Regions from separate parts of the Mus musculus genome. Here regions 1, 3, 4, 5 and 6 are each linked to region 2. Evidence: chromatin contacts called from public HiChIP or PLAC-seq and promoter capture Hi-C data. All regions are on one chromosome and are shown on one strand. Each heading gives the region's core, a stretch centred on a gene start, on an enhancer-like site or on the middle of the called end of the contact. The rest is flanking DNA. Distances are from core to core; before and after follow the strand shown.

What was found. Promoter capture Hi-C pulls out the DNA fragments that hold promoters and counts their contacts. HiChIP or PLAC-seq counts read pairs in DNA pulled down with a chosen protein or histone mark.
Region 1: a promoter capture Hi-C map of embryonic stem cells shows a contact between it and region 2, with 5 times the contacts expected there. The contact joins the promoter of Iqgap2 here to the promoter of Fam169a in region 2. A contact is called at or near these places in 2 of 39 promoter capture datasets (embryonic stem cells and hippocampal neurons).
Region 3: a contact with region 2 is called in a promoter capture Hi-C map of liver, with 4 times the contacts expected there. The contact joins the promoter of Arhgef28 here to the promoter of Fam169a in region 2. A contact is called at or near these places in 3 of 39 promoter capture datasets (hippocampal neurons, liver and pre-B cells).
Region 4: a contact with region 2 is called in a promoter capture Hi-C map of liver, with 3 times the contacts expected there. The contact joins the promoter of Foxd1 here to the promoter of Fam169a in region 2. A contact is called at or near these places in 1 of 39 promoter capture datasets (liver) and 1 of 9 other capture datasets (adipose tissue).
Region 5: a contact with region 2 is called in a promoter capture Hi-C map of liver, with 4 times the contacts expected there. The contact joins the promoter of F2rl2 here to the promoter of Fam169a in region 2. A contact is called at or near these places in 2 of 39 promoter capture datasets (hippocampal neurons and liver).
Region 6: a contact with region 2 is called in an H3K27ac HiChIP or PLAC-seq map of extraembryonic endoderm stem cells, with 9 times the contacts expected there. The contact joins the promoter of Btf3 here to the promoter of Fam169a in region 2. A contact is called at or near these places in 1 of 39 promoter capture datasets (embryonic stem cells) and 4 of 115 datasets of contacts at active chromatin or transcription factors (embryonic stem cells and extraembryonic endoderm stem cells).

Annotation. Positions count from the first base shown.
Region 1 is chr13:95,890,639-95,893,861 of GRCm38.p6, forward strand. It overlaps Iqgap2 (IQ motif containing GTPase activating protein 2), which reads right to left and starts at 1,284. Exons shown (of 36, transcript NM_027711.1): 1 at 1,026-1,284. The coding sequence starts at 1,071.
Region 2 is chr13:97,069,957-97,073,634 of GRCm38.p6, forward strand. It overlaps Fam169a (family with sequence similarity 169, member A), which reads left to right and starts at 1,687. Exons shown (of 13, transcript NM_001100458.1): 1 at 1,687-1,755.
Region 3 is chr13:98,204,309-98,207,664 of GRCm38.p6, forward strand. Arhgef28 (Rho guanine nucleotide exchange factor (GEF) 28) reads right to left here and starts at 1,857. Exons shown (of 36, transcript NM_012026.2): 1 at 1,765-1,857.
Region 4 is chr13:98,352,589-98,356,273 of GRCm38.p6, forward strand. It overlaps Foxd1 (forkhead box D1), which reads left to right and starts at 1,657. Exons shown (of 1, transcript NM_008242.2): 1 at 1,657-3,685. The coding sequence starts at 2,032. The coding sequence ends at 3,402.
Region 5 is chr13:95,694,607-95,698,171 of GRCm38.p6, forward strand. It overlaps F2rl2 (coagulation factor II (thrombin) receptor-like 2), which reads left to right and starts at 2,314. Exons shown (of 2, transcript NM_010170.4): 1 at 2,314-2,521. The coding sequence starts at 2,458. All of the region lies in intron 13 of Iqgap2 (IQ motif containing GTPase activating protein 2), which reads right to left.
Region 6 is chr13:98,315,683-98,319,291 of GRCm38.p6, forward strand. It overlaps Btf3 (basic transcription factor 3), which reads right to left and starts at 1,285. Exons shown (of 6, transcript NM_145455.3): 1 at 943-1,285; 2 at 548-616. The coding sequence starts at 1,068. Gm9828 (predicted gene 9828) reads left to right here and starts at 1,434. Exons shown (of 4, transcript NR_137279.1): 1 at 1,434-1,927; 2 at 3,392-3,463.

The DNA.
Region 1 (3,223 bases), core at 34-2,533, 1.2 Mb before region 2:
AGAGAGAGAGAGAGACTGACTGACTGACTTAGGGAAGTTGGCGACCCTCTTCCAAAAATTTCATCCGTGCTCCTACCAAACACCACAAACCACATGAACACACTAACTCTGTTGCAGTTGTCACCACCTTAACCTAAACCTGGTACTGCGTCTAACAAGACCAGTCCAAGCAAAAGATTAACCCATGGTTCGTGGCCATGCGTTTGTCGACAGGGCCAACCCGGGAGAAGAAGCCAGCGTTCTGTTTGTTTTAAAGGAAATACTTCCTAGCGCATATTTAGGACTCTGAACTCTGCACAAGGGGCCACGTGGTTGGCGATAATCTGGCTCCCTCTTGTTAGTCAAAGCCACCTCTTTCCGCCGCCGGCAGCCCGGGGCTGGGTAACCGACACCGTCACTTTCAATCAGACCGGCTCAGAGTCTGTCCTTACAGAAATCCTCCCGCGCAGGAGATCGGGGGCGGGGAGAGCCACCGGGAAAGTGGCTGGGGGCGGTACGTGTCCCTGGAGGCCTTGGCTGGAAGGGCCTCACACCTGTGGGGCCTAAGTGGCTCTAGCTGCTCAGGTGAGGCCCAAAAGAGACTAGTAGGAGAAGCCTGCCCTTCCAGGAAAGTGCCTTCACCTCTCGCAGAGCGCGCGGGCACAGGAGCTGCGCTGCCCACCTGTAGCGACAGCAAACAAACTTTCCGCCCCTTTTGGGTGGGAAGCATCGGATCCCCTACGCCACCCTCTGGCTCGAGCCGGCAGCGCCCAAAGCAAGGCGGGCTCCTCACCTGATACCCCTAAACCACAACCTGATCTGCACCAGAGCTGCTGAGGCTTGCGAGGTGGAGGGACTTAGCTGGAAGCTGCAATTAGGAATTTGGAAGAAAGGGGCTTGGAAATCCGCGCCCTGCTCCTTTGCAATTCCAATTCTCAACTTTGCCAGCCGCTGCCCTCCGCAGCGCGCCCTCAAGCCCCTCGGCCTCCCCAACGCCGTCCCAGGGAGAGGGGCGCCCCGAGATCAACGGGAGCCCGAACACTCACAGCCGTAGCGGGGCCGTTGCAACGACGGCAGCTCTTCGTGCGGCATCCTGCGCTGCTCTGGGGGCCCTCCCGGGGAGCGCCCCCCGTGGTTTCCCTCGCTGGCCAGGCTCGCGGGCTCCGCGCCCGGCGGGCGCGCTCCGATCCCACCTCTGGGCTGCCCTCGCCCGGCTTCTCGGAGCTGACCGCTCCGCTCCCTCGGTGCTCCTTCACTCGCGCCTGCGGCGGCCGCGTCTCGCTGACACCGGGGCAAAAGTGAACTATCTCCTCCCTCGCTCGCTCGCTCGTTCGCCCGCCCGCCCGCCCGCCCGCCCGCGGGCCGTACCGCCTCCCCCAGCAGGTTTCCTTTCTCCTCCCGCCCGGCCCCGTTATTCACCGCGGTGGGAGCGCGCCGCCGTGCAGCGACCCCTACTGGCCGCACAGCGCAGCGCCCGGTTGCGAGGACCCGCCTCCCGCGAGAGGAAGGGGCTGAGAGGCACCCTGGACCCCTGCAGCTGGAGCCCAGCGCACAGATGGAGGGCGACTTGGAGCATCCGGAGGGTGGAAGTGAACCAGCGCAGGGAAGAGCAAGAAAAACCACAGCAGACCACAGGCACCCAGTTCGCCTGGGTGTTGCTCAGTGACTGAGAGACAAACATTGCAGTTCCTTTTCCTCTAGAGAGATTGCACGGGGACAACCCTCACACACTCACCTCCCCACCCCACCCCCGAGCCCCGCGAGCGCCTGCTTCTCGCATTTAGGGGTATAAACGAAAGTTGTTTATGACTTTTGGCTTACGAGACACAGGATTCCCCTTTCTTGACAAGAAACGGTAAGGGTGAGCTCGTGCGCGGGCTGCAGGAGCAAGATTAACAGCCTCCAAACAACACTCAGAACACAACTGCCAGTCATCCGCCCACCCCTCTGCCAGCCCGCCCCCAATGTGCAAAACTGTCGCTCAGGCCCAGCCGGGGTCGCACAACCACAAACCCCTTTCCGGCTCAGCTTTTGAGACAGAAACCACAAGTAGCTGTTTTAAAAGCACGGTTTTCATGCGGTTGCTTGGAGCCTGGAGGAATGTGGGAGCCCCCCCCCCCCAAACATGGGCCACTGCTTTTTCACAAACGTGGGGCATGTGGGTGATCACATGACTGAAAAAAAATCATCAAAAGAGAGGGTCATAAGAGATGATTTAGCCGAAGAAAGGTGGTCTAGCGACACTAGTCACCTTTAATTAAGCAAATCTACAGAGAGCAGCCAGCTGCTTTCTGGGAGACACAATGAACTCTTGAAACTTGAAATTCAGACTCTTGGACCCCGCCCCGCCTCCAGTTCCGTTGGTCTGAGTTGAGGCTCATGAACTTGCGTTTCTCACAAGTGGTCAGTGAAGCTGAAGTTGTGCCAGCCTATGAGTTAGGTGCACAGGAAGAGGGAAGTCTCATCAGATGAGAGCGAGAGGATTCCCCACCCCCACCCCTAGAGACATTGGATTCTCACCCTGTTGGAATGGGATGAAAGGGATTTTCCTCCCCACAAAAGTAGATGCTTCTAATGCTATGGCCACAGGTCAGCAATACTCATCCTGTGACCAGCCTGTCAGCCAGGCTTCTTCCATGTCTCAGAGACGCCATGTTGGACTCTAAAACGCACTGCGTATTCTGTGCATCAAAGATGAACTCCTCACACATCAGTTCTCAGGATGAACACCAGGATGCAGGGCCTCAAGAAGTAGATGGTCTATGTGAGGAGAGGTGGGAGGAAATCGCTGTAAACCACAATGGCCTGAGAAGGTGGTATGATTTCAAAGTGTGGTGTCAGGTGGAGTTTGAAAATAGGCAAGAGTTGGGTGGAGAACATCCTATCCTAAGAGACAGGCAAGGATGGGAGCCATGAGCTGGAACCTGAGCTTGGGCTGGGAACCTATTACTAAGCAGCAGAGCACTTTCTGAATGTCAGACCAAGTGGTCGATTATGACAATTAAGGGACATTTGAGAGCCCTTAAAGGCGTTCTAGGGTGGTTTTGTTGTTTGTTTATTTTTGAGACAGGATCTTGCCCTACTTGTGACCCCACAGCCTCAATCTCCCAGGAGCTGGGCTTGCATATGAGGGCTACAACAACCACCCATGACTTCTTGGTTTTGAGCATAAGAATCGCAGAATGTTCTGGACTTGAGAAAAGGTGAGTTCTGGCCAGATTACAAAATGTATTAGAGCAAACAA
Region 2 (3,678 bases), core at 437-2,936:
TCCCCAGGGAACCTGAAGGGTTCGATTTTGGGCCACGTTTATCAGCAACCATCAAAGCCCAGTGCATGGAGGGTTTCCTAACTTAAGATAGCTTAGGTCATCCAGACGTGTGAAAGTTAGCACTTCCGGTCTGGGCAGATAGAATGCCAGCCACGTGAAGGAAGGCAGGTTTAACTGTGTGCAGGTGGTCACTTTTTGGGCCTAGAGGAGTAGTTCTTTTGATTTCTATCTCAGTGAGCAGGCTTTGGGGAGCTAGGTGTTCCAGGCACAGGTTCCCACTGATTGATAAAATAATTTAAAGCCCAGCCACACTCTGGCTAGGTTTATAATAATAAGTCTTTACTGCAGCACCTGGGGGGGGGGATGCCAGAGCCGGAAAAACAAAAGTAATTTTACAAAGTGGCCACTGGGATTATCCTGGGGGCTCCTACTTGCAAACAGATCTAGAAATGATAATCCAGGAATTATATAACTTTACTCATTCATGATTAGCTATGGTTGGAATCCAACTATTCAAAATTCTTGCTTGGATATTAATTCATTGTTAAATTCCACTAAAAATAGTAAATGTATATAACTCAAGATTTCTAGTAATAATTTATTGTAAATAAACACAACAGATGTAAGGTTGATTGTGTGCAACTGGAGGTAAAAAAGAAAAAGCCTTTATATTTAAAAAAAAAAAGGGGGGGCTTAAATAGATCTATATGAAAAAGCATTCTTTGAAGTTACCAATTAGTGAATCTTTAAAAGGTCAGTGTTGTGATTAGTAATACTTCCCAGGAATAGGAGTAATTTTAAGCTTTTCTGAATAACTGAACCATAATGCCATTGCTATTAGATGAATTTCTCAGAATTTAAGGGCAAAAAAAAAAGTCTTAAAATCCAAAATTATTGCTGTGCATCTATATTTCTACTACCGCATATATTATTTAAAGAAAAAAGAATTATCATCCTTTAAATGCCAGTGAACTTATTTTTCTCGAGTACTTAGCAAAAGGCCCTGGATCCCGTAAGGGATGAAGTGAGGGAAGGGGGAGGAGAGGATGGCGCAGGCTCTCCGGGGTCAGATTAGCTTGTCACGTAGGAAAGGTCAGCGCAGGGCCGCGATGGTTCCTTATCTCAAGGCATAATCTGGGCTGTGGGGCTTGTGCAAATTCTTTTCTCCGGCGCGCTCCTGGGGGGCAGTGGGGTCTGGTGGTGTCCGGGGTCGGGTGGGGTGGGGTGGGGTGGGAAGCCGGCGTCCCCAGGTTTGCAGAGCATCATCTCCTTCCCCACCGGGAGGTCCGGAGGCCGCACCCACCCGGGCGATTTTTCCAGAGGCCCGAGGCGGGGATGCCGCGCAGGTCGACCTTAAAGGAGCCGGCTCGCTCAGCGCGAGGCCCCCGCGGCTTACTCGCTTCTATTCCCGGCTAAGCCAAGGTCACTCTTTAATACGGCCCGACCGAGCGGGCGTGCTGCGGGCGGCGACGGGCGAGCGAGCGGGCAGCGCGCACCTGCGGGCGAGCGGGCGGCCGCGGCCCCGAGGCGGGGCGGCTCCCGGCGAGGAGGCGCCGCGGCGCACGAGGCCGGCCGGCCGGCGGGGCGGGGGGATTCGCGGTGGGCGCGCCGCGGCGCTAGTGCGTCACGCCGGCGGAGGGACGGTGGGCTGCGGACGAGCCGCGCGTGCCGGGGTCGGCGGCGGCAACGGCGGCGGCGGGGAGCGGCCGCTCGGTCATTCGCGCTCCGCCTTCGGGCCCCCGCGGCGCGGCTGAGGTGAGTGCGCGGCGCGTGGCGTGCGAGGCCGAGCCGCGGGGCGGCCGCGGGCTTCCTCGGGTGGCGGCGACCCCAGGTGCGCCGGCCTCCATTTTGTGTGAGGGAATGTCGCGCTCGCCCTCCCGGGGTCGCGGCGGGGACGGCGGCTGCCGAGCCGCCCCCTCCCGTGTCCCCACCTGGGATCCTCCGGGTAGCGGGACCCGCGCGGCGTGGGGGTGGGGCTCGGGCTCGGCCGCGCAGCACCTCCCTCTCGGCTTGCTCGCCCGACCCGGACTAGGTATTGTATGGAGTCCTCGCTTCTCTTAGAATTCGGGTCACTGCTGTTCCGTCCCAGGGTTCTCAGCCGCCCATCACGCAGAGCTTGGAGAGAGAGAGAGGCCTGTGCCACCGGAGATGGGAGGATGGAGCGAGTCCGGGGTGGCTAGTGGCTCCGGGATCTGGGTCGTATTTTACTACGATTATTGTGCATGGGCAAGAATGACGGAATAGATGAATCCCTTCTGGGAATTTACGCGGCTATCTTATCAAAAGTAGACTCTAACGTAACCACCTGATGCCGGTCTCCCTTTCCCCTTCAGTCGGTCCTTTTAAAAACCCAAATTAAACCGCGGTTACGAGGATTTTGTAGGGAATTGGGAGGGAATTGGGAGACACGCAGCTAAAAGATCACCCAAAGGAAGAGTTTAAATGTAATTCTCTCAGAACTGTGAATGGCTCATTCCAAGATTCTTGAGTATATAGTAATTCTTGTTTAAATTTGTTTTGTAAATGGGCTCCATGCCTTGGGTATTTTATCATTGCATCACAGCAGGGATTAACATCTGGATCGCTGGTTGTTGCATAATACACACATGTGAGCCCTGGAGGAAAATCTTCTAATGGCTCTGGATTTGTTGTGCTTTAAATTTTATTTATTTATTTTCATAAAAGCACATTGTAGGACGTATGTATAGGTACATCTGTTCAAACCATGTCTTGTTCTATGAAGTAATTACAAGGATTATTAATAGTTAGTATGAAATAGATTTGGCTCAAGTATTTATTTACTTACTTTTAATCGTTGCTTCTTTAGAATAGAGGACGTGGTGAAAGGAACCTGAGGGGAGTTCACTAGTAATAAAACTTCAGTACAAATGATGGCAGTCATGCATAGAAATCGAGGGGCTGTCATAGTGGATTCATCTTTAAAATTTATGAGGAGGATCGGGTTGGTGAACCCAGATACAACCCCTATGTGAGTCACCTGCCACTCCAGTGATCATCAATTAAACCTGGACCTGTGTATTTTCTTGGTTCCAAGAGATTTGTTTCTAGTTATTTTGATGCTGTAGGTCTTTTCCATCCTTCAGTAGACTGAGTCCAGTGAATGACTTGACGCTGATTTGGAAGGGGAAAAACAACTTAATGGCTGAATATTTTTGAAAGTAAAAGTTCCCCCATTACCCATGTGAATAAATGAAACTTTAAAAAAATTAGCTAATTGTCTATAAACAAATGGTATTATTTTACGTGCCATCCCTGCAGAAATCCATGCTTCCTATTAATGATGCTTGTTCCACAGTCAGTATTACAGAGGGGAAAGGCCCCTCAGATACTTAATTAAGTCTTAGTCTCTGTTTAGGGGATTCAAGCAATGAAAGACTGTCAGCCAGGGGGCCAGGACCAGTTTAGACCTATTAAAGGGAGATGAAATATCTCCTTTCACTCGAAATCAAACAGATTCATACTTTTACATTGAGCTTGTTAGTCTGTCGGGTGGCGTAGTTCTTAAACTTGGGGCAGTTTGTGTTTAATTGAGGAGTCTGGAAGTGATGGAGTGTGCTTTTTTTTTTTTTTTTTTTTTTTTTTTTTTTTTTCATGAAGGTTGCTTAAGATTTTCAGTGCTATGTTGTCAGTGACAGAGAAATCAAAATGGGATGTTTC
Region 3 (3,356 bases), core at 607-3,106, 1.1 Mb after region 2:
TGTATCAAACACATATGAAATTCCTGCCCAGTGGAAATCTTAGCCACAAGAATGGTTCCTTATGAGAACACAATAAGAAAATATTTCAGAATTTTCCAAATTATATATATATATTGAAACCCTAACAGGGCTAATGAGATATCACAGAACCTTCGTCGCCGACTCTGATTTCCTTCTGTACCTTTAAGTGTTTCTTAACCGCTTAGAGGCAGACGGTACTTCAGAGGAAAGTCCCTCCAACACACCTGTTAGACAAACTGCTGGCCATTGGCCTGGCTGTGCCGCCCTGATAAGGGAAAAAACAGTCCAAAGCAGAGCAAACACTGATTCTCTGTTCTCCAGTCTCATGTCACATTAGCCGGGACACGCCCCAGAGTCCCTTACCCAAGAACTAGTTCTGTGCCTCAGTTTCCCAAACCACAAAGTATCAAGTATGATGCTATCCAAGTTCTATAATCAAAAATAATTATGCATAATCACTATAAAGTCTGCATCGGAATATCACTTTGAAATGCTACAACCTCTCCAAAAGGCATCTGCAATGTTCTCTTCCTTCAAACACTCCAAAGGAGTTAGCGCTACTATTCATCAAGATTAGACAAACACCTATTTGTTTTAACATTCACATAAAAACTCAAAATAGAGCTATGGAAAGCTTCCCAGGAAAGGTTATCAGAGCTTGAATTATCGTGTTCAAAGTGGTTTCCACAGAGCCTAACTAGGGCAAGCCTTTGATTTTGTTTGTGTTGTTGAGAATAGAATTTCATTTTACTGAGACAGCTTCAGGGTCTAGGAACACGAGAGGGCAAAGTACAGAAAAGCAGTGTGTCCGTTCTTTATAACTGTAATTCTTGACTGCTTGGTGCAGAATCGAGTGCTCAATCTCTACAACTTGGAGTGTGTAGAGGCTGGCACTTGAGCAGGGGTCAGGGAGTCAGATGCTAGCAAACACAGATGTTACCCTTCCCCTGGGCCCACCCAGCTGCAACCAATAGGCAGGCTCTGTGGGCTCCTAAAGTAGTCTCCCTTAGAAACCTAACTGGTGTCTGGGAAACCAGAGCTGGGTTTCCTGGGTGGTCTGAACACCCAGCGTTCACAGAGCTCACAGCAAGCGAGAACGCCTTCTCCACCTGTGACCCCTACCACCCACAACCGAGTATTCCAGAGAAACTCATGGCACAAGCGCACGGATTCCCACCCAATGCTAAAAGCCCCTCCCAAACAAGATGACCATAGATGCTTTTATAAACTCAGCAAACGTTTCCACAAGAAATAAATGTCCTGAACTTGAGACTGACCAGCAGTCTGGGGTACATCCCACACACACACCAAGCATATAGGTGAAGCTGGCCAGAAACACAGATGGGAAGAGGAGAACCAGGCTCTCGAGGTTCACCCTTCTCCAGCCGCCTGCCTCTGATTTCCATCGCTTGCAACTAGCTTTGGTTGAGCTCCGTCACCCTCTGCCCCCTCCCACCCCGCTTGCCCGAGAGGGTGAGGGGTGGCCGCTGCCTCCCGTTTGCGCTTCACAGCTGCTGCCTCCGACCCGGCAGCGCCATGCACTTGTTGCCATCCCCAGGTACCAGGAGGCGGCGCCCATTCCTCGGGCTGCCCAGCCGACAGAGTGCAGCCTTTCACCACCTCTGCAGACCCCTGCGTCCTCGGGGACCCTAGAGAAACTTTGTCCCCTGAGAACTCCGGTGGGCAAACTTCGCCCAGGGCTGCGGGGAGACAAGAGGGATGGCTCCCGTAATCCGCCTTTACCTGGAGCTGTGGCTCGGGAACGCCAGGAGCCCTGGCCAGGCGCTGTCCCCGAGGCCTGCCGAGGGCGACCCGCCGGCCAGCGTCGCCCGGAGCGGGGAAGCCGGTCCCCAGCTGCCCACGCCCCTCCGCTCCGCTGGCCGCACCGAGGGGCGGAGCCGCAGCTCCCCCCACCCCACCCCACCCCCGCTCGCCCGCCCGCCGCGCCCACAGCTGGGGCCACCCCCTGCGCCCCCTGGTCCCCGCCTGCCCACCTCTGGCCAGCCGGGCTCGTCGCCGCCTCATCACATGGCCGCGCCCGCCACCAGCTCCAGGAGGAAACCTGAAGCTGCTGCGGCTCCGCCGCCCCCTCCCTTCGCGGGGCGGCGGCCGGTCGCCTCGGCTTTCCTCCGGCGGCGGGCACGGAGCGGGACCTGCTGGGCCAGGGCAGGGTTGCACCCTAGCGGCGGCGGCGCCCGCTCGCCCCGGGGGCCTCCACGCCCTAGTGGCGCCGGAGGAAGGAGCTGGCCGGTCGGCTCCTAAAGGGAGCCGTGCCAGGCCAGAGGGAGGCTCGGGTTGTCCTCAGCTCAAAGCCACCACACCCGGGACATAATAGTGCCCGGGTCTGTTACAATAGGAAGTACTATTTTAAAACAGCCGACTCCCTCTAATTCATGAGGATGATGGAGGTTCCTCTGGCCCAAAGCTTTGCAGGCTCGATTCCCTATGCGTTTATGCAAACAGGTGCCTAAACGGCACCAACATTTGTTTGTTTGTTTTTGAGAAAGCCATAGCCACTTTTACAACACCTAACAATGTGAAAGGACCCCTTGGATCTTAAAGCACTGAGGCACTTAGCACTGAGTTGTCCCGAGTGAAAAGTCTCGCCATTGTACAGCTTACTATAAAATAAGCTTAAGATGATTATTCCAGCTTTAAAGATAAAATTAAGCGTCTACTTTTCTAAGTTCCTTTAATATTACCTTTATTTTTCTCAAGAAGACAGACCGACTACATGGACAGGAGAGATGTGTTGGCCCGTCCCAAACCATCACTGCCAGATGCCCTGGGCCACCCTCCTAACATACCTGTTTAACCAGAGCCTAAAGAATGGCAGGATGGCAAAAAAAAACCAAAAAAACAAAAAACAAATCAAACAAAAACAAAAAAACAAAACCCAGGGTCTGAGGTCTTTAGCCCTGTCTTAGGGCAAACGCTGCCCTTCCTTCTTTATAAAGGACCTGACATTGGCCTTGCAGTATTGACACTTGTATTCATATCCTCTGATGTCACACTGCAGAACCTTAGGTCCCAAAGAAGAGTGTTCTCCACTGAAGAACTACGAAGTCCCGAAGATAAAAAATAAAAGCAATAACACTTTTCTCGAACATCAATATTTTCAATGTGAAAAAGTCAACTGGAGATTGGCTGAATCAACACACCACACACAAGTAGTTTTCAAGCCTGTTAGCGGAAAAGTTTGTAAAAGAAGCCTTTGTTGATCCCTCTGTTGCTGTTGTTCTTTTGTTTCTTTTTCTTCTTCTTCTTCTTCTTCTTCTTCTTCTTCTTCTTCTTCTTCTTCTTTAGTTGATTCTGTCATATACAGCTTGAGAGAG
Region 4 (3,685 bases), core at 407-2,906, 1.3 Mb after region 2:
AAAGCATTCGCTGCCTGATTAATGTTGGCGCAGGTTAATCAGAGCCCATTACAATAATTAGATGGTCCAGTCATACATCAAATGAGAGGCAATGAAAATCAACGCGTTCAGATCGCAAGGCATTCTCATAGATCTTTTAAAGATCTCTAGTAGACTTTACAGACCATTTACAAGTGGAACTGGTGGTTACCCATTGGAGAAAACGAAATCTGATTTGAAAAGAAGTATTAGATGGGGCAACAGCTTATTTTTGTGATGAATACCAGTTAGAACAAGTCACTTCAGGAAGTAAGAAACACTTGGTTGATACAATGACACACAGAGCATTTGAGATTGTTCCTAGAGAAAGCCATTGAATTTTTATTCAGTTCTTGGCAAATGGCGATTTTAACCAGAAAGTTAAACTGGTAAGGCAAAGTTCCCTATTTGAAATCGAAACATCTCAGAAAAGGCAAACATCCAGAAAGCTAGGCTATCAAAATGAATTCGGATTACACAATTATTCGGATTTCCCGCCAGCCAGAACAAAACATTTAGCTGGTGGTAAACACAGGTGACCTTAAAACAGAATAATACTTTAATCATCCCTATTAGCTTGCCACTTGGAAGAAAAATGAATCGAGTGGAGTTGCATCCTGCATTTAAAATTTAAAAGTCGGGTTTTTTTTTAAAAAAAAGAGTATAAAAAGCATTTAATGTATTTTCCAAAATAAAAAATTGATCTCAAAGTTCATCTTTGCTACTGTCCTTTCTACTATCAATCCTTCCGGAACAACACTGTGTGTAAGTTATAATAATTCCAGTATTTAGAAAGTAGTGTGAAATGCTCCTTTAGAAATACCTTTTATTGAAAAGTATAGCGCTCTTTTTCCTAACATCTCAACAGTGTTTGAGTTGCTGCTATGTGTAATTTCTGTGTGTGTTTGGGTTTTCATTACAATTTTCTATTTCTTTTCCTCATTCAACCATTGCTTGCTCTATTCCCATGGAATTTGTGAGATGCTCTCATTAGAGTGGCTTAGTTTAGCTGTCAAGTCTCTAGGGCATTCAATTGCAGATAAATGACCAAAACGCCAGCCTAACCGCATTTTTATTAACAGATGGCGGAAAACAAACGTCTTTGGAGAAGAACCGAAGGGAAAGGGTTAAAGGGTCAATAAACAATTATTACCGTGCTCAAAATGGGGGATTTTTCATCAGATTCCACAGGCGGAGACTGGCCCAGTCCAGAGAGCTGGGACACCCTACCAGACTCCCTCGCTCAATATTCCAGTGAGCACCTCACACATAGAGCAGTTGTCCCCAGTGGGATGACTCCTACAGGCCACTGGGTTGTCCAATCGAAGCGTCCCCGGAGCGCTTGAGATTAGGGTTGAGGGCTAATCCGGGAGAATAAGGCTGGGGGTTTGAACTCCTGTAGCTCTCGGGTCGGCTCGCGGCTGGCTAGGGTGGGATTCAGGATAGCCAATATCTTGGCAAGAAATAGTGGGCTTCAGTCTCCAACTCTTGCTGCTGCCCCTCCTGCGGGTGAACTTTCTCTTCCTACACGCCGATTCCCTCGCCTTTCTTTTCCTTCCCTGGGCCGCGCTCTGACGTGCACACCATGTGACAGGCCCCCTTCTGCTATAAGCACAGACAAGGTCCGCCCTCTTCTGGACTCAGCCCTGGCCTTGCCGAGCTCCGTTTCTAGATTCTCACTCCTCCCGCGCCCTTCTGGGCGCCCGACACCGACTGGCCCGCCAGGGTCCAGCCACCCCCTCCTGGACTAACCGGGCTAAAGGGACCACAGTGGAAAAGGTCAAGTCTAGAGCGCCCGCCACCCGGTGCCCGCCGAGCCGGGGAGCGCAAACACCTCGCACAGCCCTGCTCGCCAAGTAGCGGAGCGGAGCGGCCCCAGCCACCTCCTGCAGCCGCGCGTCGCAGAGTGGCGTCCTCGCTCCGGGTCCGCCGCTCCGGGATCGGCCTGGGGAGGCCAGGGAGCCGGGAGCCCGGTGCCCCTATGTGCCGCCGCGCCACCGCGCCGCCCCAGCTATGACCCTGAGCACGGAGATGTCCGATGCCTCCGGCCTCGCGGAGGAGACAGACATCGACGTGGTGGGGGAGGGCGAGGACGACGAGGAGGAGGAGGACGATGACGACGAGGGCGGCGGCGGCCGCGGCGGCGGCGGGTCCCGGTTGCCGAGCTCGGCCCAGCGGCGGAGGCGCTCTTACGCCGGGGAGGACGATCTCGAGGACCTGGAGGAGGAGGACGACGATGACCTGCTGCTGGCCTCCCGGCCCGCCGCGTCCCCCGCGCCTCCGGGTCCTGCGCCCGCCCCGGGGACCGGGTCGGGCGGCTGCAGCGGCGCCGGAGCGGGAGGCGGCGCGGGAGGTGGTACGGGCGCGGGCACGGGCGGGGGCGCTAAGAATCCGCTGGTGAAGCCGCCCTACTCGTACATCGCGCTCATCACCATGGCCATCCTGCAGAGCCCCAAGAAGCGCCTGACGCTCAGCGAGATCTGCGAGTTCATCAGCAGCCGCTTCCCTTACTACCGGGAGAAGTTCCCCGCTTGGCAGAACAGCATCCGTCACAACCTGTCGCTCAACGACTGCTTCGTCAAGATCCCGCGCGAACCGGGCAACCCGGGCAAGGGCAACTACTGGACGCTCGACCCGGAGTCCGCAGATATGTTCGACAACGGCAGCTTCCTGCGGCGCCGCAAGCGCTTCAAGCGCCAGCCGCTACTCGCTCCCCACGCGGCGGCCGAGGCGCTGCTGCTGCGCGGTGCGGGGCCGGCGGCGGGCGCAGGGGACCCGGGCGCCGCGCTTTTCCCGCCGCCGCCGCCACCGCCCGCCTGCGGCTACGGAGCCTACGGCTGCGCCTACGGCCTGCAGCTGCCACCCTGCGCGCCGCCCTCCGCGCTCTTCGCTGCCGCCGCCGCGGCAGCCGCCGCCGCCTTCCATCCGCACTCGCCCCCGCCGCCTCCTCCTCCTCCGCCGCCGCCTCCCGGTGCGGCCGCCGAGCTGGCGCGGACCGCCTTCGGCTACCGGTCACACGCGCTGGCTGCCGCCCTGCCCGGCCCTTTGCAGGCGGCCGCAGTCAAGGCGGGAGGCCCGGGCGCCGCAGCGCTCGCACGCTCGCCCTTCTCCATCGAGAGCCTCATCGGGCGCACTCGGGGTCCCGCGGCCGCCGGGGCGCACGTCTCGTCCGGGGCCGCCAGCGGGACCGCCCCGGGACCCGGGGGCGGGGGTTGCGCAGTACAGGCGGCTGCTGGTCCCGCCGTCGCGCTCACCCGCTCGCTCGTGGTCGCCGCCGCGGCCGCCGCCTCCTCCGTGTCCTCGTCCGCCGCGCTGGGGACTCTGCACCAAGGGACAGCGCTGTCCAGTGTGGAGAACTTTACTGCTAGGATTTCCAATTGTTAGGAACGTCGTTAGCGCGCGGGAGAGCGAAGGTAGGACTCCCGGCTTCTTTCTCCGGATGGGGGGGTTGGTTTCGTTCGCCCCTCCCGGTCCTCGGAGACCCCGCGCCCCCCATTTTCGCCGCTTCGGATTCTTGGACCAGACTGTGTTGGGCGACAGCTGGGGCGCCGCGCAGTTTAGCTCAGAGGGTCCATCTATTTATGCAAAATCGCCCTATGCTGCAACCCTGACTTGGGGTGGGAAGGAGGGGAGTCGCTCTGTCTTGGCACTAGGAATTTCCTTGACT
Region 5 (3,565 bases), core at 1,064-3,563, 1.4 Mb before region 2:
TCTCTATCTATCATCTATCTATCTATCTATCTATCTATCTATCTATCTATCTATCTATCTATCTATCTATCTATCTATCTATCTATCTATCTGCCTATCTGCCTATCTGCCTATCTGCCTATCTGCCTATCTATCTATCTATCTATCTATCTATCTATCTATCTATCTATCTATCTATCTATCTATCTATCTATCTATCTGCCTATCCATCCATCTATCTATCTATCTATCTATCTATCTATCTATCTATCTATCTATCTATCTATCTATCATCTTAAAATGCTTATTATAAATCTGTTCATTCATCAAGATTCATGGAATAACAGGCTGGCTATGGTGGTGCACACCTTTAATCCTAGCACTCAGGAGGCAGAGGCAGGTGGATCTCAGTTCAAGGCCAGCCTGGTCTATAGATAGAGTTCCAAGAAACCAGGTCACAAAACAAAACAAAACAAAACAAAAAGTTCATGGAATAAAGCAAGGTCTTGTTCTTCGATATTTTATTATGATTTTAATTTAGTTCAGTTCAAATAGTTTTTTTTGGGGGGGGGTTTGCATCTATCCTGTTATCTTATCCTATAGAGTTATCATAGGACACATTGATCAATGGCAAATGAACCTTCTTCCCAGACACAATAAAACTAAGTTCCTGACAGGCACTAAGGGCTGTCAGGGCATTGGAAGGCAGGTAGAGAATTGTCTTCTTTCTCCCTCTGAGACAAACTTTCACTGTGTTCCTGAGGCTGGGCTAGAACTCACAACATGGCCAAGGCCCGCTTTCAACTCATTACAGTCCTCTTGCTACGGCCCGTCTGTCAAGCGCTGGGGTCATAAATAAGTACTATCACCCTCAGGTGAAATTTAGAAACAATCTAATCCCTCTGATACAATTTGAACTTCTTAAATATTTGCCAGGCCTGAGGATGTAACTCTGTTGATAGAGTCCTAGAAGCCCTGGGTTTAGTGTCCAGCTCCACAGATCCCAGCAGCCCAGAGGCAGCAGGAGGTGGCCCAGGAGCTCAACTGCATCCTGAGTTCAAGGCAAGCCAGACTATATGAAACTCTGTCTCAAAGAACAAAATAACAAAATAAAAGATGGAGGAGGGAGGGTGTATTCGCTTCTCATGATTAATTCAGTTTATAACTATGTGATCAGTTTAGGAACTAAAATTTGAAATAAAGCACAATTTCATTTTGATTTTTGAAAAAGAAATTTCATGTTATATTTTGATCGCTTTTCCCTCTCCTCAACTTCCAGATCCTTCCTACCTCCCTAACGCCATACCCTTTCTGTCTATATTTAAACAAATAATAAAAACAGAAACAAGAAATGCATACACCAAAGCCCACAAAAGCATAACAAAATGGAAACCCAAATATACAAACAAAAAGACCATTAAGGCAGAAAAAAAAGAAAAAACAAACAAACAAACAAACAAACAAACAAACAAAGCAGTAGGAGATGAAAAGTCTGCAAAAATCCCACTGAATTTTCTTTGTGTTAGCCAACCACTCCTGGGTGTAGGGCCTACCTTGACATGTGCCTAGGGCATCCAGGAGATTCCATTGGAGGAAACCACTCTTTCCTTTGCCAGTGGGTATCAACTGCAGAACTTTCTGGGTTAGTGGTGGGAGCCCCAGTCCCCTTCCCCTCTCAGCTCTGGGACCCTCCTTGGCTTGAACCTGTGCAGGCCTTGTGCATGCTGCCTTCTCTGTGAGTTCATATGTGCACCAGTCCTGATTTATCCGGAAGACACTGTTTCCATGGAGCTATCGATCCCTTTTGGCTCTTAACAATCTTTTTGCCTTCTCTTCCGCATAGATCCCTGAGCCTTGAGGGGAGGGGCTTGATGAAGACATTGCATGTAGGCCTGTGCGCTCCAAAGCCTCTCACGCTCTACACACCATGGAACTCTGTGTTTGTTCCCATTTACGGTAAGAAGAGGCCGTTCTGACCATGGCGGAGTGAATGTCTGACTGTTACACAGGAGTGTAATGTCTGACTGTTCTTGTGTTAAATAGAAGGCGTAACTCTGGAGCTAGGGTTTTGGCATAGGGAATAGAACCGGGGCAGTGGAATTGATTCAAAGCTAATTGCTTCCCAGCACCTGTTCTCAGCTTTGTTTTGCAAGGGACTCTGCAGTCTCTGCCATTATTCCAAGCCCCTGGGAGAACTACAGCACTGGTTCTAAATGAAATAATGGAGGGGGTGAGGAAGAGATAAAAGGGATATGGCAACTCCTCCAGAGAGGCTCAGCCTGAGTCATGCACACAGACAGAAACATCAAGTGGCCACATCCTTTCTCTGTAGAGGCAAGGACGAGTCCCTGCCCACACAGTCCAGGCTGGCAGAGTTCTCAGCTTTCCACTTGCTGCTCATACATGGAGCTGAGGGGAATCTACGCTGTGACTTTGTATACTTAACAACATCCTGTAACCGGGTCTCAGGACATCAAGATGAAAATCCTTATCTTGGTTGCAGCTGGGCTGCTGTTTCTGCCAGTCACTGTTTGCCAAAGTGGTAAGTCCCCTTCTTGTGGTCTAGCATGGGGGTGAGAGAGTGGTGAGTGGATGGTTTCTGCTGTCAGAGTCAAATGCCCTAATTTTCTTGTTAACTCCTAGAAACTGTGAACCCAAAGACACAATTTGATCTGGTTTTAGCCTGGGGTAATATAGCGTGGAAATATTCAAGCTTGTTCCCAAGTCAAACCTTGTCAAAGACCAAGCGTTCTTCTCTACTAGTAGTGTCTCTACATTTGTGACAGAGTCAAGACTTTATGATTAAGTCAAAAACCACTTTTTTTTTGGCGTGAGAAGTGTTTGTATGTGTACAATGTTCAGATGTAGAAAAGATTGCACTTTTTCAAGGCATTAAAAAAATCTTTTCAAATTTCTAAATATTATAATTTCTGTTGAGGCACCGGTGGGAAAAAAAATACTGCCAGGAAAAGTAATTTGGTTTCAGCAGCCAGTGACATTAATCAGGGATGTGACGTGTTTCCAAGGTGAAATACCGTCTTTTCTTAATGTTTCAGAACCAAGGAGTTCTCTCTGTCCCTCACATATATATGTATATATGTCTGTGTGTATATATGTCTATACGGATATGTCTGTATACGATGTTTAGGCATAATTTGGTTATGTATAATTTTAGAAATAAGCTTTCCCAAATATAATTATTTCACTTTGAACATGTCTTCTATTGTGGTAGCTTATATAACTTCCTCATTGTTCTGAAATGAACTACTTTGAGACAGGATTGTATGCAGGACTCTGTCAGGCCACAGGGCAATCAATTAGGAGGAGGAACTGGGAAGAAACCAACTTAAACAAAAGGCAGCCGTCTGCAAAAGGAACGATCCTTAAATTGAGTTCCCTGCTTAAGGGGACCCATGGCAGGGGCGGTACAAGCACGGGTTGGCTAGGTTTATGGTTTCTCTGAGAGGAGAAGCCACAAAGCTGAGCCATGGTTGCAAGGAAATGAGTTATGAGAGGGAGTTCCTTCCTGATGCTAGCCTGCTTGGGAGACTGAGAAGTGAGACTTAAGGAGAGGTGGGACAGTGGG
Region 6 (3,609 bases), core at 35-2,534, 1.2 Mb after region 2:
AAAAATGGGGTGGGAATGCAGTTTGGGAGTTGAGAGGTCCTCTAGCATGTACCAAAACATGTGTTGGATCTCAGGACAACTCAAAGGTAACAAAATAACCACCCCCAACATTGTACAAGTCAAGGGTACACGGTACACAAAGATTTGGCAGAGAACATACTTTCCCCCCCATTCATAAAATCCAGTAACATTTGTTTATATGCGCCATAATCCTGAACCTCTTGCAAGCAAGGCACCGTTTTTAAGTGCTATTTTCTTCTCTACTCGATGACCGACCTCACCCCTACTATCTATCTATCTATCTATCTCCTCCTTGTCTCTTAGTATTGGTCTCATTTCCCTTGGATTTGCTAGCTTTGCGAAATGTCCCCTGCCAAGCAAAGTGACAAAAAAAACCCAAAAAACCAACCAACCAAACCAAAAACAACAACAACAACAACAAAAAAAACAAAAAACAAAAAACCCAACAACGTGAGAAATGCAAACGGAACTTTGGAAGAGAGAGAGGAGAGAAAAAGAAAGGAGGAAAAAAAAAAAAGAAACTTACTTTCCCACCAATGCGCACTTGTGCCTGCAGTTTGGCGAGTTTCTCCTGGTTCATGATTGTTTCTTTCATCTACAAAGAGAGAGGAAAAAAAAAAATCCTCAGCCAAGAACAAGAACGGCCGGGCCCCCCCTCCAGCATTCCACGCTCGTTATTTCCCGCTACACTCGCAGGAGAACGTCGTCCCCCTCGGGCTGAGGCCTGGATCCCCAATTCACCCCTCCAGGCTCGCCGGGGCGCACAGGGCCCCTCGCCCCTCCCCCGCCCGGCCCGGCCCGGCCTCGGGCTCAGCCCCACGGCGACCGAGCATCCCCCGCTCCCCGCCGCCCTGCCCGGCCTGGGCCGAGGCCTCGCCACGGCCTGCCCGGCCCGGCCACTCTCCGCAGGCCTCGCGGTACCTGAGACTCCCGTCCTCGGCTTCCGCCGAGAGGGAGAGAGGGCGTCGCTTCGGCCCCGGGCCAGCCGCCCCTGGCTCGCCCTCGCCCCCGAGAGTCCGCCTGGGTGGGAGCGCCCGTCCGTCGCATCGCTTTCCTCAGCTCCGTCCGTCCCCTCCCTGCCTCGCTCCTGCCGGGAAACGCCCGCCCCACCCCCAACTCCCGGTCTCCTCCCACGCCGGCGTCCACGGCCTTTTTTCTGTACCTTGTCGGAGTGGAAATGGCGCCGCGCGGGGAACTAAGGTTCACGCTCAGGGGGTCTCGGGCAGACCAGCTGAGAGAAGGCGCACACACGCGGGGACGCAAGATGGCAGCTAGAGGGAGGCCGGAAGTAACGCGACGCCACTTCCTCCAGAATTCAGGAAGCGGAGTTGGCGTCGCCGCGCATGCGCAGCCGGGGGCCGGTCCGCGGCTGTTTCTTTCCTTTCGTCCAGCGGCGGGCCGGGAGCAGCACCGGAGAGCTGGGACCCGCGGTCGCCGTCCGCGGTCCTGGGAAAGGCCGCGGATAGATCGGACAGTGAGGCTCCCTGTAGAGCTGTGGTTAAATCAGTCTGCCCTGTGGCCACCCCGTAGGGCGTCCAGCTTTGTCCAGTAGGCTGCAGTGTCTGCTCAATGCCGGGTGTAAATAAAAAACTATCGAAATCAGCCAGGCTAATGTTGCTTTCCAAAATTAAGTGACTTGGGTGATGTAGAAATCGCGACTCAGAATGTCTAGAAAGCATGTTCGGAATGCTTTCCAGATCTCCACCCTTCAGCAATTCGGTTTATTCAAGGTTGAAACAGGGTAACAAGATTTGTAACCTCTTAACCCTTCTACACCTCTACCATCGACTCCCTGATCTCGAATCGTCATGGATTCGACCATGAAGCATTCACGATGGAGCAAACTTTACCTTGAATTCTTCCAAGATGAATTTGAGCCTGCGTGCTTGGGGGTAAAAACGTGGCTGTGAGTTAAAGTTTGCCGAACTCCAGCACGAATTGTGGTTGTCGTTTTTTTGTTTTTTTGTTTTTGTTTTTTGTTGTTGTTGCATAATTTGATGGTTGTTTTAAAAAGTGTCTCGATAAGTAATCCTGGCTAGTCTGAAGCACACAGCTATTCTCCGGCCTCAGAGCCCCTCTGTCCAATGCTGGGATTATAGTCGTCTAGCACCATTCCCAGACAAATTTTAAGATAACCTTAGAAAATCCCTATATGAAGATTAAAAAACGAAAAAGAAAAAGAGGTTAAGTGAAAATTCTGTGTGCTTAAGCCTTTTTCCAATCTTAGCTACGAAATGTTTTTGAATATTCCAAAGAGAAAGTTGTGTTAGAATTTTTAGAGAATACAATTTATCCAGAAAAGTTGCCGAAATGAATACTCTAGCTAAAATCAATTTTTTTTCCCCTTGGAAACCTTTTTACACAAGAGTTTCTTGCAACAGCGATGAGTCATTTAAAAAATCGGGAGAGACAACTACGTTGCTATGTAGAAAATTGTAACAAGTTCTTTTTCTTGAAACAACAACAATGTTTCTTTTATCCGAACAAGTAAGTTTGTCTCAGAAAACCATGCTTGTTGTCTACCCTATGAAGTACCTAACCATTCTCCAAATAACTGAGATGAGGCAACAGAATTCAGTGCTACAGAAAATATATAAAACATGACTGTGTTACATATGATGGATAAAAGGTAAAACTAGTTCTTTTTGTTTTTGTTTTTTTTTTTTTTTTTTTTTTGTTGTTGTTTTTCCAGACAGGGTTTCTCTGTATAGCCCTGGCTGTCCTGGAACTCACTCTTTAGACCAGGCTGGCCTCGAACTCAGAAATCCCCCTGCCTCTGCCTCCCAAGTGCTGGGATTAAAGGCATGCACCACCACGCCCGGCTAACTAGTTCTTTTTAAAGAAATGTTTATCTGTAGAATATTTTACTCTTCATATTACACTGAAAGTATGTGAAACTTCCTAATCATGATATTTTCTGAATTTTTACATAAAACTCTACAATATGTAACTGATACCTGTCTCATCTTTTAGGCCTATATTCAAGAAATATGACTTAGTTTCTTTTCCCCTATTCTGTCATGGTATAGAAGACTTGTATGATTTTGAAAATCACCAAACTGTAAGGAAGACGATGTTTATTTTGACCCTTGCTGCACCAGGACTTCAGATTTTGCTAATATTTATATACCAGCCTTTTAAAAAACAATCGAAGGACTTTGTTATTGTTTTACTTTTCCTCTAGAAGTTACCATTTGCGGTCTGTCTTCAGGACTACCATTTCCCACTTGCTCCGGCTGTCTACAGCAAGTGTAAAGGCTTGCCTCCCACCCTTTACTGCTCATATAGAACAATGCAAGAGCTGCTTACTTAGCATTGTCAACAGAATTCGAGAAAAAAAAAAAACATGATTGCTCTCCTTGATTCATAGGACATGTCTAAACAAAATATATGGTCATTTTCATCTCTGACTGGAACTTGAATTGGCTTCAGCAAGAACCAGGTATTTACTTGACATCAGGTTGCTTCTTCTTCTTTTTTTTGAGACAGGGTTTCTCTGTATAGCCTGGCTGTCCTGGAACTCACTCTGTAGACCAGGCTGGCCTCGAACTCAGAAATCCACCTGCCTCTGCCTCCTGAGTGCTGGGA